Linked DNA regions of Capra hircus: region 1 is linked to region 2. Evidence: chromatin contacts called from public Hi-C data. All regions are on one chromosome and are shown on one strand. Each heading gives the region's core, a stretch centred on a gene start, on an enhancer-like site or on the middle of the called end of the contact. The rest is flanking DNA. Distances are from core to core; before and after follow the strand shown.

Region 1 (6,015 bases), core at 1,359-3,858, 310 kb before region 2:
AGCCAGCAGCAGCCAGCCAGCAGAGGTCAGGTCAGACTGGCAAGAGAGAGGTTGCTGAAGGGCCAGGCTGGGAAAGAGCTGTCAGATTTGTCAAATTCCCTGGCACTGCTCTCCAGCAAGCAGGAGAGGAGTTTCAGGGCAGTGGGCCTGGGGAGAAGGTCAAGTCAGGACACGGTACAGAGTCTACTGGAGGGGGTTCACCCACGTGATGCTTCACACCTGTGATGCTTTAGGGGAGAATTAATTAATGAGGTACAACCGCAACCCAGTGCCAGGCACATGACAGAAGCGTAATAAATGGTAGAGCTTGTCATACAATAAAAGACTGCTTTGTAGTCTGAAGGGTAAAGGGCACAGAAGAAGGGTTGGGCTCCTGGAGGCTCTGAGAGGAGCTGGTGAGGTGGTAACAGAGAAGGGGGCTGATAGGTGGAGACAAGCCTGGGAAGGCAGGTGGGCAGACCACCCAGAACCCAGGTAAGGATGCTTGTGTGGAAGAGAGCCTGCTCACATGTCATTTTATCCTTTGTCCTTGGCTGAAGGCTGCTAAAATCACCCCACTCTGTCCCACCCCAGCCCAGGGCCACCCAGCCATCTTTTTGGGGGGGTGCCTCTGGCCACAATAGGGCCAGGTGAAAAGAGCGATGTTCATGGCTGTCTCTAATCTTTGCAGTCAGAGTCTGAGGTCGTAGAGAAACTTCCTCTGCAGGATTTCACATGATCCTCCTAGCAATGCTGGGAGCTGGGCCAAGTAGGGATTATCCCCACAACTGCAGGATGAGAGGCACTTCCCAAGGGCAAGGTCAAGCTCGCCCAAGCTGGGGAGTGGAGGAATCAGCCCTGGATAGCAGGTGTCCCACCTCTCAGTTCATTGCTCTATCACCTTCAAGATGTTGCTTCTCAAGTGCACCCCCGAGTCCCAGAGAAGAGTCCTGGATGTCCATGCGGGACTCAGGATGTCAGGCACGCATCCACTTCCTGGAGCAGATCCTGGCCCCCTGCGGGACACTGTCCCAGGAGCCAGTTGTTGTTGTTCAGTCACTCAGTCGTGTCTGACTCTTTGCGACCCCATGGACTGCAGCATGCCAGGCTTCCCTGTCCTTTGCCATCTCCTGGAGTTGCTCAAACTCGTGTGCATTGAGTCGGTGATGCCATCCAACCATCTCATCGTCTGTCGTTCGCTTCTCCTCCTGCCTTCAGTCTTTCCAGCATCGGGGTCTTATACATTCCTGCCCACGAGGGGCATCTTGTAGCTGTGTGAATGTAAGTTGCAGCCATTGCTAAGAGGATGACCTCAGGAGATGGTCATCCTGATGGCTGATGTTTTGCTCCTGGGCGCCTTCGTCTCGGAGCTTCTTGGCCTTAACCTTCATTTCCAGTCCTCTTTATCCCCCACCACCTTTTCCATCGTCATACTCTCTGCTCCAGGGTTTACAGAAGCCCTGGCCAGACCTTTCTATAAATCCGCCCATCCCCAGTCCACAGGGCTGCTCCTGGGAGCACCGGCAGAGAGGGTGTTTGTTCAGTGACTGAGCCTCTGATGTCGGCTGAGAGCTCCCGGTCAAGTGCTGGGGAAACGGGCTCCAGATGTTTTTCAGATCAAATAATGTTCCTTTGAAAACACTGTGTGGGCTGCTTCACTGAGGGGGCAGATGGGGCCTGAAAGGCCAGTTCAGTGGGTTTGCATCCGGGTTTAAAGAATAAAGGTCACTCAGCCAGTGTGTGTTGGGGTCCAGGGTGGGGTGGGGGTGGGGGGTCGCCGCACCCTTGGGATCTGTCCCCGGTGGTCTGCTGGGAGTGTGGGCAGAAGTCTCTTGGATTTTAAAATCGCTGCACAGCCTTGATTGGAGCCATTTAGAGGGACAAAAACATGAACTTTGAACGCCCCGCAGTGACTTTTTGTAGGCTCGCACTGGAGAGGGGGAGGTGGCTTTACAGAGGAGTTCGGAGAAAGACCAGGAGGAATTTAAAATAAGGCATAATGTCCTTTGCTGTTTCTTAACGCTTGGGGACTGAGGGGTGAGGGGAGGAGGTGGGGAGGGCATCTGCTAGGAGGGATGCACCCACCACAGTCTGCAGGGGCACCCACTGCAGTCTGAGCCCTCCCCAGGCCAAGGGCCTGAGAAGAATGGGAGCTGGGGTGGCTGCTGGGGGTTGGGGCCTGGCAATGTCAAGTGATTTATAGCAAAGGGACAGGTTGAGGGGACAGGTGGAGAAGGAAATGACAACCCACTCCAGTGTTCTTGCCTGGAGAATCCCAGGGACGGTGGAGCCTGGTGGGCCGCACAGAGTCGGACTGTAGCGACTTAGCAGCAGCAGCAGCAGCAGAGGGCACAGGGGGCATGCAAAATGTGAAGAAATCAGGGACGGTTTGCTCCCCACCTGCAGGTCTGCCCCGACAATTTGAGGCAGGGTCAGGAGAATCCATGGGACATTCTGATTCCCAAGTCTGAGTTCTGCCTGTGACGTTGGGCATGCGGAGACCCTAGACGCCCCCGTAGCGGCGGGCAAGGCCCAGAGGGCCAGGAAGGAGCGGGGCCTGCCCGGCTGGTAGGCGTGGCTCTCCAGGCCCCGCGGGTTGGAAGGCGGAGCTGGCCTCTTCCCTCTCCCGAGGCTGCAATTCCAAGAGGCGACACCAGAGGGAGATAGACGACCGTCATCCCGCCCCATCAAGGTGAGCGGGCTGGGTGGCCAGGGTCTCAGGCACAGGGAGGCAACGCCAGGGCCTTGGGATGGTGGAGACTTAAGCTGGTAATGGAGAAACGGAGGGTGCCTGATTTGTGTCGAGTGTGCAAGCCTCCGCATTCCTTGCTCACCTCTCCTGGGCCAGCTGGCTGTGGGGATACCCTTCTATTCAAATACAAATATGCCTGGAGTGGAATTGCTGACACTAGGCACCACTAACTTGAAATGCCCTAGGGGCCAGGCTGGTAGACTGGTGGGTGAAACAACCGGTTGGAAAGCGAGGAGAAGGGCAAACGCAGGCCCTCACATCCCAACTGGTAGTAAAAAGTTATTTTAAATTGTGCTGGTGGTCCTCTGTTCATCCCATTTCGCTTGCCTGCAGACTTGACCTGCAGAGTCAGGATGGTCTGGCGGGACTGAAAGCTGCCGGCTGTGAGAGTTGGTTTTTCCGTTCACAGAGCTCTTGGAGCCCCAGGATTGGTCTGAGAAGCTTGCAGTTCCCTGGCCTTGCAGAGACCTCATCTCACACCCTAATCTGTTGCCCGTAACACCATGACCTTGGGCAAGTTGCTTCTCACTGAGATTCCTTTCCCTCACCTTAAAATGGGTATGAGATCCACTTCTGGTAAGATGAGCAACCGGTTATCCGTCCCAGTCTTTTCCGGGTCCATCAGTAGCATTTGGTCCAGGTGGTCACCTCTTCCTCGTAGATCGATGGATGGTTTTCACCTGGCTTCAGGCACCCACACACTCCTACCCGCTTCTAGTTCTTCACTTATTCAGCCCCTCTGCTGGGTGCTCCTCCTCCCACCAGCCTCTTCTTGTGGGATACCCCAGGCCTCTGTGTCACGCCTGTAAGTGTGGTCTGTATGCTGTCCTACTCACATGGCCACGGGGGTGTCTGATGGACCCTCACAGGCAACACATCCAATGCCAGTGCTCCGTCCCCACCCTCTCCAAACACGCACCTTCTGCCATCATCCCCGTCTCGGCAGAGCTGCCCCAGCCCCAAGTTGTGCCAGCTGGACATCCTGGCATCTTCAGTAACTGCCCCTTCTCTCCCACCACACATGCGTCCCAGTCACTGGGGATCTGTCCAGTCACTGACCACTTCTCTCTCCTCCACGGTTAACACCGGCCAGGGCCACACCCTCTCTGCCTGAATTATTGCAACAGCCTCCTACCTGGTCTCCAGGCTACCACAGCTACCCCGAACAGCCAGCCTGTCCTCAACAGAGCAGCCAGAGCAAGCTTTTACATCTCCTGGTCAGATCAGCTCACTCCTCTGCTCAGAATCCTTCCGTTTCTCCTCAGGTCACCAGAAAGTAAGAGCCAGCGTGCTCACAATGGCTTACAGGACCCCATGTGACCTGGCCCATCGTCACCCCTCTGACCTCAGTCCTGCTACTTTCGCCTTGCTCGCTGGCTCCAGGCCTCCTAGCGTCTCATCTGCTCCAGGGCCTCTGCGCAGTGCTTCCCTCTGCCTGTGTCTCTTCTCCCCCTCACATCGTCACATCCTCCCCTGCTTCTGACTCTGCTTAAATGCCATCACCTCCAGGAGGCCTTCCCAGCCCCTCGGCCTGGCACCCCGAGCCCCTTATCCCTCTCTACTTCTTCCTATCATGTTTATCACCTTCTAACCTGCACATCAGTTCTTCAGTTATTGTGTTTACGTTTTGTTTGCCTGTCCCCGCCCCTGTCCCCGCCCCGACCCCACAGCTAGAATATAAGCTCCATAAGGGCAAGAATCTTCGGCTTATTCCCGGATGCATCCCAAGCACTAGCAGTGTCTGCCACATTGTTGTTGTTGTTCAGTTGCCAAGTCATGTCCACCTCTTTGCAACCCCGTGGACTCCAGCATGCCAGGCCTCCCTGTCTTTCACTATCTCCCGGAGTTTACTCAAGTTTATGTCCATTGAATCAGTGATGCTGTCTAACCATGTTATCATCTGCTTCCTTCTTCTCCTTCTCTGCTACATTGCAGACACAATAGATATTTTCTGAATGAAGATTATTGAATGATGGTTGCGAGAGATCACATATATAAAGCCTGTCAGTGCCAACACAGGAAGCATTCCAAAAATGATGATGGTGATGGTGATGGTGGTGGTGATGGTGCTGGTAGTGGTGACGGTGGTTATAATAATCTTCTCCAACACCTAGGTGCCTAGTGCATCCTGCAACACGTCAGTGGAGGCGGTATCTAGAAGATTTGGCATACAAGGCAGAGGGTTGTAGGGGAGGTTTAAGGGTTAAGAAGAGATAGCAGAAGAGAGCTAGAGATGGAAGAGACATGTTTTATACCTCATCGGAAAGGAATAGAGCTCCATGACTGGACACAGTGCTATGCAGAGAACAGACACTAGGAAACCTTTGGAAGGGTTTCCCAGGTGGCTGTAGTGGTAAAGAACCCACCTGCAATGCAGGAGGCACAGGAGACGCAGGTTCGATCCCTGGGTCGGGAAGATCCTCTGGAGGAGGGCATGGTAACCCACTGCTGTATTCCTGCCTGGAGAATCCCATGGGCAGAGGAGTCTGGTGGCAGACTACAGTCCATAGTGTCGCAAAGGCTCAGACATGACTGAAGCGTCTAAGCACACAGGCAAACCTGTGGAATGGATGAGTAAATCCTTTGCCTTGTCATCACATGCAGAGACCACTTTAGAAACTGGGCAAGCAGCCTCGGCAAAAACTTTGGGCGGGGGGAGGCTGAACTGAAATAGGGACAATGGAAGGAAGGCAGTAGTCTCCTGAGGCTGGACAGAGATGGGCAGTCCGCCACGGCGTCTGCTCGGATGGCATCCCTCTGCTCAGGATCACAGCGTCCCACCAGGTAGGTATTCACTGACTCCTGGGACCCTACGGGTGACTGCTGGAAGAGAAGAGCCATATCTCTGGGAAACTGAAGTTTCAGGTGCCCCCTCCCCATTAAAACCCCACACCCTCACCCCGTAGCTCTTCTTCACACAAACCTGGTATTTGGTGAAATGCAAGACCCTGATGTTGGGAGAGATTGAAGGCAGGAGGACAAGTGGGTGACAGAAGATGAGATGGTTGGATGGCATCACTGACTCAATGGACACGAGTTTGAGCAAACTCCGGGAGATAGTGAAGGACAGGGAAGCCTGGCGTGCTGCAGTCCATGGGTTTGCAAAGTGTCAGACACGGCTGAGCGACTGAACAACAACAATGCCAGTGAGACTGCCTTTAGTTCTTTCTTCAAGTAGAGTGATGGTTAATTTCAGGTTTGGAGTCGAATCCCTCGATTGCTAACGTGCTCAGACTGAAGCTGCTCACCAGCTCCCATGCATCTGGCGCTCCCCATCCTCCACC
Region 2 (6,635 bases), core at 2,996-5,495:
TCTAACTTCAGCAGGCTCCATCGCTGACCTCATAGGATGGCGGCTCCTGCACCAGGCCCCTCAGTTGCTTGGTGCTGGCTCCTCCTTCTCTACCCAGCTGTCGGCCTGTTTGAAACAGACATGAGAATCCGGGCTCGGAGGAGGAAGGGCTGAGATCCGAGATCCCATCCGAGAACTACTAACCACTTCCTCCTGTGAGGCTCCCCGGTCACAAGCTGCTGACTGATGGATTCCATAAGAAACTAGCAGATGAAGGCAAATGCCAGTGAAGCTGGGCCGGCTGTGCTGACCCACCTCACCACACAACGGCCGGCTCTCCAGGAGGCTCACCTTTTCAAGCATCCGCTGTGTGTCGAGCTGCAAGGTGGTCAGGCGCCTTCGGAACTCCTGAAGCAGCCGCTGAAGCTGGTTCTTCTGTCGCTCGGCTGTCCGGGCCATCTCCTCAGCCTCGGCCAGCCGGGCCCGCAGATCCTGCATTTCCGTTGCCAGTGTCTTATTTGTCACTTCAGTGGCTGAGAAACGGTTATGGCTCTCCTCTGGTGGGGGCAGGCCGGAGAGACTGCTCAGCTAAGAGGGGAGTGGATGGCGGGCAGCCTGGAGTCTGGGGTGCGGGCCTCCCGCTTCATCTCCCCAAGCCACAGGCCACTCACCCAGCTTAAGCTCCAGTGTGTGAATCTTGTTCTCCAGGTAGAGCCGCCCGCTGTCCTGCTGCTCTGCACGCTGCAGCAGGTTCCCCACATTGATGAGGCTGCCGTTGTGGGACACCAGGCCCTTGTGCTCCACCGGGGTCGTACCCGGCTTCCCACTCTTCCCGGGAGGAGGCAGCAGGTCCAGGTTCCCTAGGAGGGCCAGGAGAAGGCTCAGGGATGGGAAGTGGGAGAAAGCAGCCCAGCCACCCCCGTCCCCTGGAGGCCGCAGAGCCCAGTTCGCACCGAAGAGCAGGTCCTCAGGGAGTGAGCCATCTGGGCCCTCCGGGCGGCTGTACTGAAGGCTCCGATACTGGCAGATGTTCTGAGACACTGCCCTGCTGACCAGCTGTTTGGCCTGTAGGAAACACACACCCACGATGCCCACAGTTAGAAGGTGCAAGCCCCCTGTAATGGCACACAAGAACCTAGAGCCACAGCATCCCCAGCCACACCTACACACAACGACATTGGGAGAGGCATCTCAGGGAGGACTGGAAGACATTACCTGCTCTGCACTGAGCCGCAGCCCAAGGGTAAGCAGGATCCTCTCCAGGTCTCGCCGGTGCAAGTAGCCACACCAGTTGGCATCAAAGTAGACGAAAGCAAGAAGACAGTCCACAGGGAGCACCGCGGAGGGTTCCAGCTCCTTGGGCTGCAAGAGAAACAAGGATGAACAAGATTTACAAATAGCTCTCTTAATGCTAAATCACCCAGGATGAATCCCTTTCAAAATAATGCAGCTTGGCTGACACATTCACACCCAGACACACCTTCCAGTTGGAGATCTGACCCTTGGCCTGTGAGCAAAGATCTCTCTCTAGGGCACTTCCGCCCCAAGGCCTGTCACCCAGAGAGGAACCGTGTGTGCTCCTAGATCAGACAGCTCGCTCAGAACCACACTGATAGAGACACTGAAGTATTCTCCTGGATCATATGAGTATGGTATCCCATGAGCCAAGAGCTACCTTTGTCTTTCATCAATGAGAAGGTGCCAGGTGTCTGGGACTTTCCTGGTGGTCCAGCAGATAAGCATCTACCTTGCAGCATGGGGGACACACGTTCAATCGCTGGTTGGCGAACTAAGATCCTACGTGCCATGGAGTAACTAGAGCGCCCACGTGCCACAACTAGGAAATCGGTGTGCCACAGCAAAAGACACCCGGTGTGCCATGACTAAGACCCAGTGAAGCCAAAATAATTTTTTTTTGAACTATCATTCTATTAAAAAAAAAAAATGCCAGAGGCCGTTCAGTAAAAGCATCCCTTTCCCAGGAGAGTCAGAGGCCTTGCCAGGCTTCCCGATCACGGAGCCCCAAGAGCACACTGAAGGTCTCACCATGTCCTGAAGGGTTGAGAACTCCATCTCTGACTGGTTCGAAGCAACCGACCGGACCTCGGAATCCTCCAGCTTGGCTCCTGCTACAGAAAGCCTGAGGTGAGCCTAGAGCAGGGCTCACACGGATCCGGGCTGGCTCCACCCAGAACGAGAGCAGTAAGGCCACAGTGTCAAGAAGCCACCATCTGGCCGGCGCCACACATACCAAATTCCTCCTCCCCGTCGTCTCTCAGGAGCAGCAGTTCTGGGTCCAAGGCCATCTCACACAGGTCCTCGGACGCCTCACCCCGGGGTTTCTCTTCGTCTTCTCCCCCAGAATTTGGGGGTTTGGGCAAAAGCCCATCTTCCTTCTAGGAGAAGCAGACCCAGATGATAAGGAGAAGAGCTGCCCCTGGAATTACCCACCATAACAATGGTTAACATTTTCACGTCAGCCGTCTTCAGGCAATGGGATAAAGGCTTACGTGCAGTGTCTCATTTAATGTACTTTGTTACACAGGGGTCACAGAGCAGACCAGGGCGAGTTCCAGACACCTGGGGTGCTCCTCAGGAGTCAAGCCCAATCCCATAAGCAATCTGCTTACTTGATTATATTTAGGCAAGAAGCACACCCATGGACTTTAGAAACAGTTAAGAAAATGCAGTACTGTAGTTAACCGTAGGGTCATGAAAACACCTGTACCCATCAAAGCACTGCTATGAACACAGATGTCCATGGCGCCCTGTCAACCACGCTTCCCTTCACAATGCTCCAGGCCCGCCTCCCTTCTCCCAGGTGCTTCACCTCCGAGCTGTGTAGCCACACAAGAGAGTTACATGCCCCGTGCCCAAATCACACCAGGGTCAGGAGGCGCGTGCAGTGAGTGTGGGGGAGTGAGAGGAGAGCCATGGCGTGCCTGTGCTCCAGTTCTGCTGGGCCTTAGGACCTGCCGCCCCAGTGCCCACACAGAGGGCAGCGATACTCACCGGCGGGGCGTCTGCCTCGGCAGCTGTGCCCTCACTCTGTACCTCATCCTTGGCCTCCTTGGCCTCCTCCTTGACCGCTTCTTCTTCCTTGGCTGCTTCCTCCTTCTCGGGCTCAGACGGGGCCACAACCTTTTCGGGAAGGCTCAGGAGCGTCTTATAAATCCTATAGCCAAAGTCCCTCTGCAGCATCTCCAGAAACAGCTCAGCCAACACCGTGGCCTGGTGGGGGAGGCGGCGGGAGGCCATGAGCCTCAGGACAGAGTGTTCCCATCACTCCCTACCACCCCACAGCCGCCAGCTCCTACACCTGCCTCAAAAGAGATCCTTTCCTTTGGCCTCCGGTCCTCCACGATACTTTGCAGGGACAGGTTTACACAGCGGGAGCGTGCCATGACAGCAGGTTCCAGAGGGGGTGGGGGGGCCTCCGGGAGGTCGGTGTCCACTTCCTGCTGTGCAGTGACCTCCGGATTCTCGGCACTCTGCTTAGACGTGTCTGCTGCTTGCTCCGATCCATCAGCCGGCTGCTCTGGAGGCTCTGCTTCCTGTGGCAGATGTCAAGGGCTATGACCACCTGGGTCCCGGGGTTCATGTACCTACCTCCCTCATTGGTTCGTAAGCCTTGGCCTCACCGCTGGCACCTCTGGGGGCGGGGGAGCTGCCTCTGCAGCTTTCTGCTGGCACAGGGCCTCCCACTCTTCCAAAGTGGGCATGATGGTCCAGATGTCCGGCAGGTACACCACCACAGTCTGGAGCCGCCGCGGGGGTCCTGCCTGCAGGTACTGAAACTCAGCGAAGCGCCACCTGCTCACAGTGAAAGGAAAAATGAAGTGCTGACCCATGACATTCATAAGTGAGTGCTTCAGCTGCCAGTCAACACTTAATGAACATGTACTGAGGGCCAAGCTCTAAAAGATACAGCCCAAGTCCTCAAGAAATGGTCCATGGGAAGAGACAGGTAACCCGACAGTTACTATCCGAGATGCCGTGGCAATAAGGAGCTTGGAATGTGGCTGGGGACCACATCTGAGGAGCTGGCTCTCAACACAATTACACACCCCTAGCCGTGCTCGGGACTGTGGCAACCACTGGCAGGGCTAGAGGGAGGGAGATGAGCAGGGACAAGGAAACTGACAGGAGCTGACAGGTCAGAAAGGCCCAGCAGAAGCCTGGCCTCCGGCCGGGTCTCACCCACTCAGTGGTGCCCACAGACAAGCTCGGGCAGCCACTCACCACTTGGTGCAGGCACTCAAGTCGATGCCAGCCTGGGCCTGTGCGCAGCGTGTGGCGGTGCGGACAAGCACCTGTGGGTCGCCCTTGGGATCGAGGCCATCCAGCGAAGGAGACCACTCACCCCCCACCAGCACTGCCTCATCATCCTTCCAGCCCAGCAAAAACTGCAAAGAGAGACCAGGGATAAGACACGAAAAACCAATCATCTGGGCCTCCCCTTGGGAAACCACCTGCCACTGTTGGGGAACAGAGTCCACCATACTGCATGTGGAGGGCGGCTCTCTACCCATGAACTTGAACCCCACGTGAATCTAGTAAGACCATCTCTGGGCCACACCCTGCTCCTGGCAGAACGACTAGTATCTCAACTCTGTTTCTTTGAGCTCATGAGCAGCATCTCAGCTGACAGGGACTGACCATCATCAGTGAGTGTGTCTTGCCTCCTGGGCCCCAGCTCTTACTTTAATTTGCTTCAGAGGGTGTTCCGGGGTCTCCCGTGGCTCAGCCATGTCATCCACGAACAGCATGCAACAACGATACAATTCCTCCAGTCCCGGGGAGGAGAGCAGCAGTACCTGATAGGGAAGGCGTGAAGGAGACACTTGAGAGTTTTCTCAGCCCTCAACAAGGGGATCAAGTGGCAGGACCCCAGCCAACTCACCTTGGAACTGTAGGTGGGGTCGCTGTCTGTAGGGGGGGGCTCTGCACCAGCATCAGCAGCTGATTCCTTCTCCGAAGATACCTGGATACGGCTTGGATGATGGAGAGAGAAGGGCTGGCTCACAGGGAAGGCTGACAGCCAGCTCAGATGCACGGCCAGAAAATCTGAGGGAACCAGGAGGGTGCGGTAACGGCGCTGGAGTTCTAAGAAATCAAAGACGGGGCTGTGGGAAGAAAGCAGGGAGTTCCAGATTGAGCAAAGATGAATTTTTTTTTTTTTTTAACATGGAACCATAAAAAAGACTTGAAAGAAAAAGGAAGCAAATTCTTTTATAATCTGAGAAAGAAGAGTTTTCTAAGGAAGACACCTCTGAAGAGAGAAAAATGGATTAGATTTGACCACTAAAATGCTATAAGTCAATCTAGGGAAAGGAAAAAAGACATTTGCAATATATGACAGCAAAGAGTCTTTATCTTAAAGTTAATATAAAAGGAACCCCACAAATCACTAAAAAAAAATCACATCTAAGAGACAACTGGAAAAACTGATAGCAACAGATACTCAGAAAAAGGAATGAGACTGAAAAGCTCATGAAAATACCCTCAGTATCACTCATAATTGAAGAAATTCAAATCAGGGTATCACTTTTCACCTACTGGACTGACAGAGATCACGAAGCTGGCTAACACAGTGCTGGCAAAGGCTAGGGGTACAAGTACCTCACAATTCGTGTGAGAAGGTAAACTGACCCAGCCTCTGTGAGAAGCCTGGCCATACCTTCAAGGTTCACAGACCTTTAAGCCAGCTACTCCATTTCTAGGAACTGAGCTCAATAAAATGCTTGCACCTGTCCACAGACATGTCTAGAGAAGAATGTTTATTATTACAACAAGATTTAGAATAACTACAGATTAAAAATGGAGACCTGTTTCAATAAATTCTGGTCCATCCACTTAGCCGTGTGGTTGCTAAAAAGAATGAGATCAGTCTAACAAACTGTGGAATAAATTCCAAGATAAGTGAAAAAACAAAGGGCCCAATAGTATGTACAACAGGCTTCCACTGTGATTTTAAAAAAAAATCACAGCTGTGTGTGTGGCTAATCATTAGCAATCGGTGTCCTGACCACTCAAGATGCACCCTCCCACAGTGGTGATGTGGGGACCAGGGTCTCCTGAGATTACCCTAGGGAGGCAGGTGGGTCAGCATGTAGAGTACAAGGTGCGCCCTAGGCCTGGGGGAGGAAGCAGGGCAGCCCGCCCTCCCTGCCCGTCATGAGGAGGTGCTCAGAGGCCACCCTCACTTCCATGTGGACAAAAGTCTATCTGCCCTGGGGGCTTCTAACACAGCAGCTGGAGCCCTGCATCTCCCCTGCTAGCTGGCATCTGGGATCACTCAATCTACTCAGTTTCTACACGTGAGAAGTAAGCTTGTGTGGGGGCCAGTGACCTCGTACATGCCGTCACACTCAAGAAACCATTCAGAGCTTCCCTGAGAAACCAGTCCCACCGTTCCCATGACCCATAGTTTCCACCTGATTTATAACTGGTACTGGGCACCTGGATTTTGATTGGGATGCCATAATTATAGGCTGGCATAACAACTTCTGTTGATTAAATCATAAATCAGTGGTGCTATGCTGGTCTGAATTTGAGATTCTGAAATAAATTTGTCATATTAAAAAACAAAAATGAAGTGAGCAAAAAGGTCATAAGAATACACATACACAATTACTCCCAGACTATATCTCATT

The links. Hi-C and Micro-C count contacts between places; a contact is called where the count stands out from the background.
Region 1: a contact with region 2 is called in a Hi-C map of blood, with 4 times the contacts expected there. The contact joins two enhancer-like sites. A contact is called at or near these places in 3 of 5 Hi-C or Micro-C datasets (blood and liver).

The regions. Positions count from the first base shown.
Region 1 is chr8:69,867,889-69,873,903 of ARS1.2, reverse strand. All of the region lies in intron 3 of PEBP4 (phosphatidylethanolamine-binding protein 4), which reads left to right. Among named protein-coding and RNA genes, the nearest start is that of PEBP4, 16 kb to the left of the region's middle. Within about 2 kb of position 2,608, at least 2 of the 5 cell types and tissues checked have an H3K27ac peak or open chromatin away from gene starts, as enhancers often do.
Region 2 is chr8:69,562,876-69,569,510 of ARS1.2, reverse strand. It overlaps CCAR2 (cell cycle and apoptosis regulator protein 2), which reads right to left. Exons shown (of 21, transcript XM_018052313.1): 9 at 4,883-5,105; 10 at 4,683-4,796; 11 at 4,222-4,385; 12 at 3,621-3,792; 13 at 3,303-3,533; 14 at 2,992-3,210; 15 at 2,231-2,375; 16 at 2,026-2,108; 17 at 1,195-1,341; 18 at 933-1,044; 19 at 651-839; 20 at 331-536; 21 at 1-105. The coding sequence ends at 61. Among named protein-coding and RNA genes, the nearest start is that of CCAR2, 11 kb to the right of the region's middle. Within about 2 kb of position 4,245, at least 1 of the 5 cell types and tissues checked has an H3K27ac peak or open chromatin away from gene starts, as enhancers often do.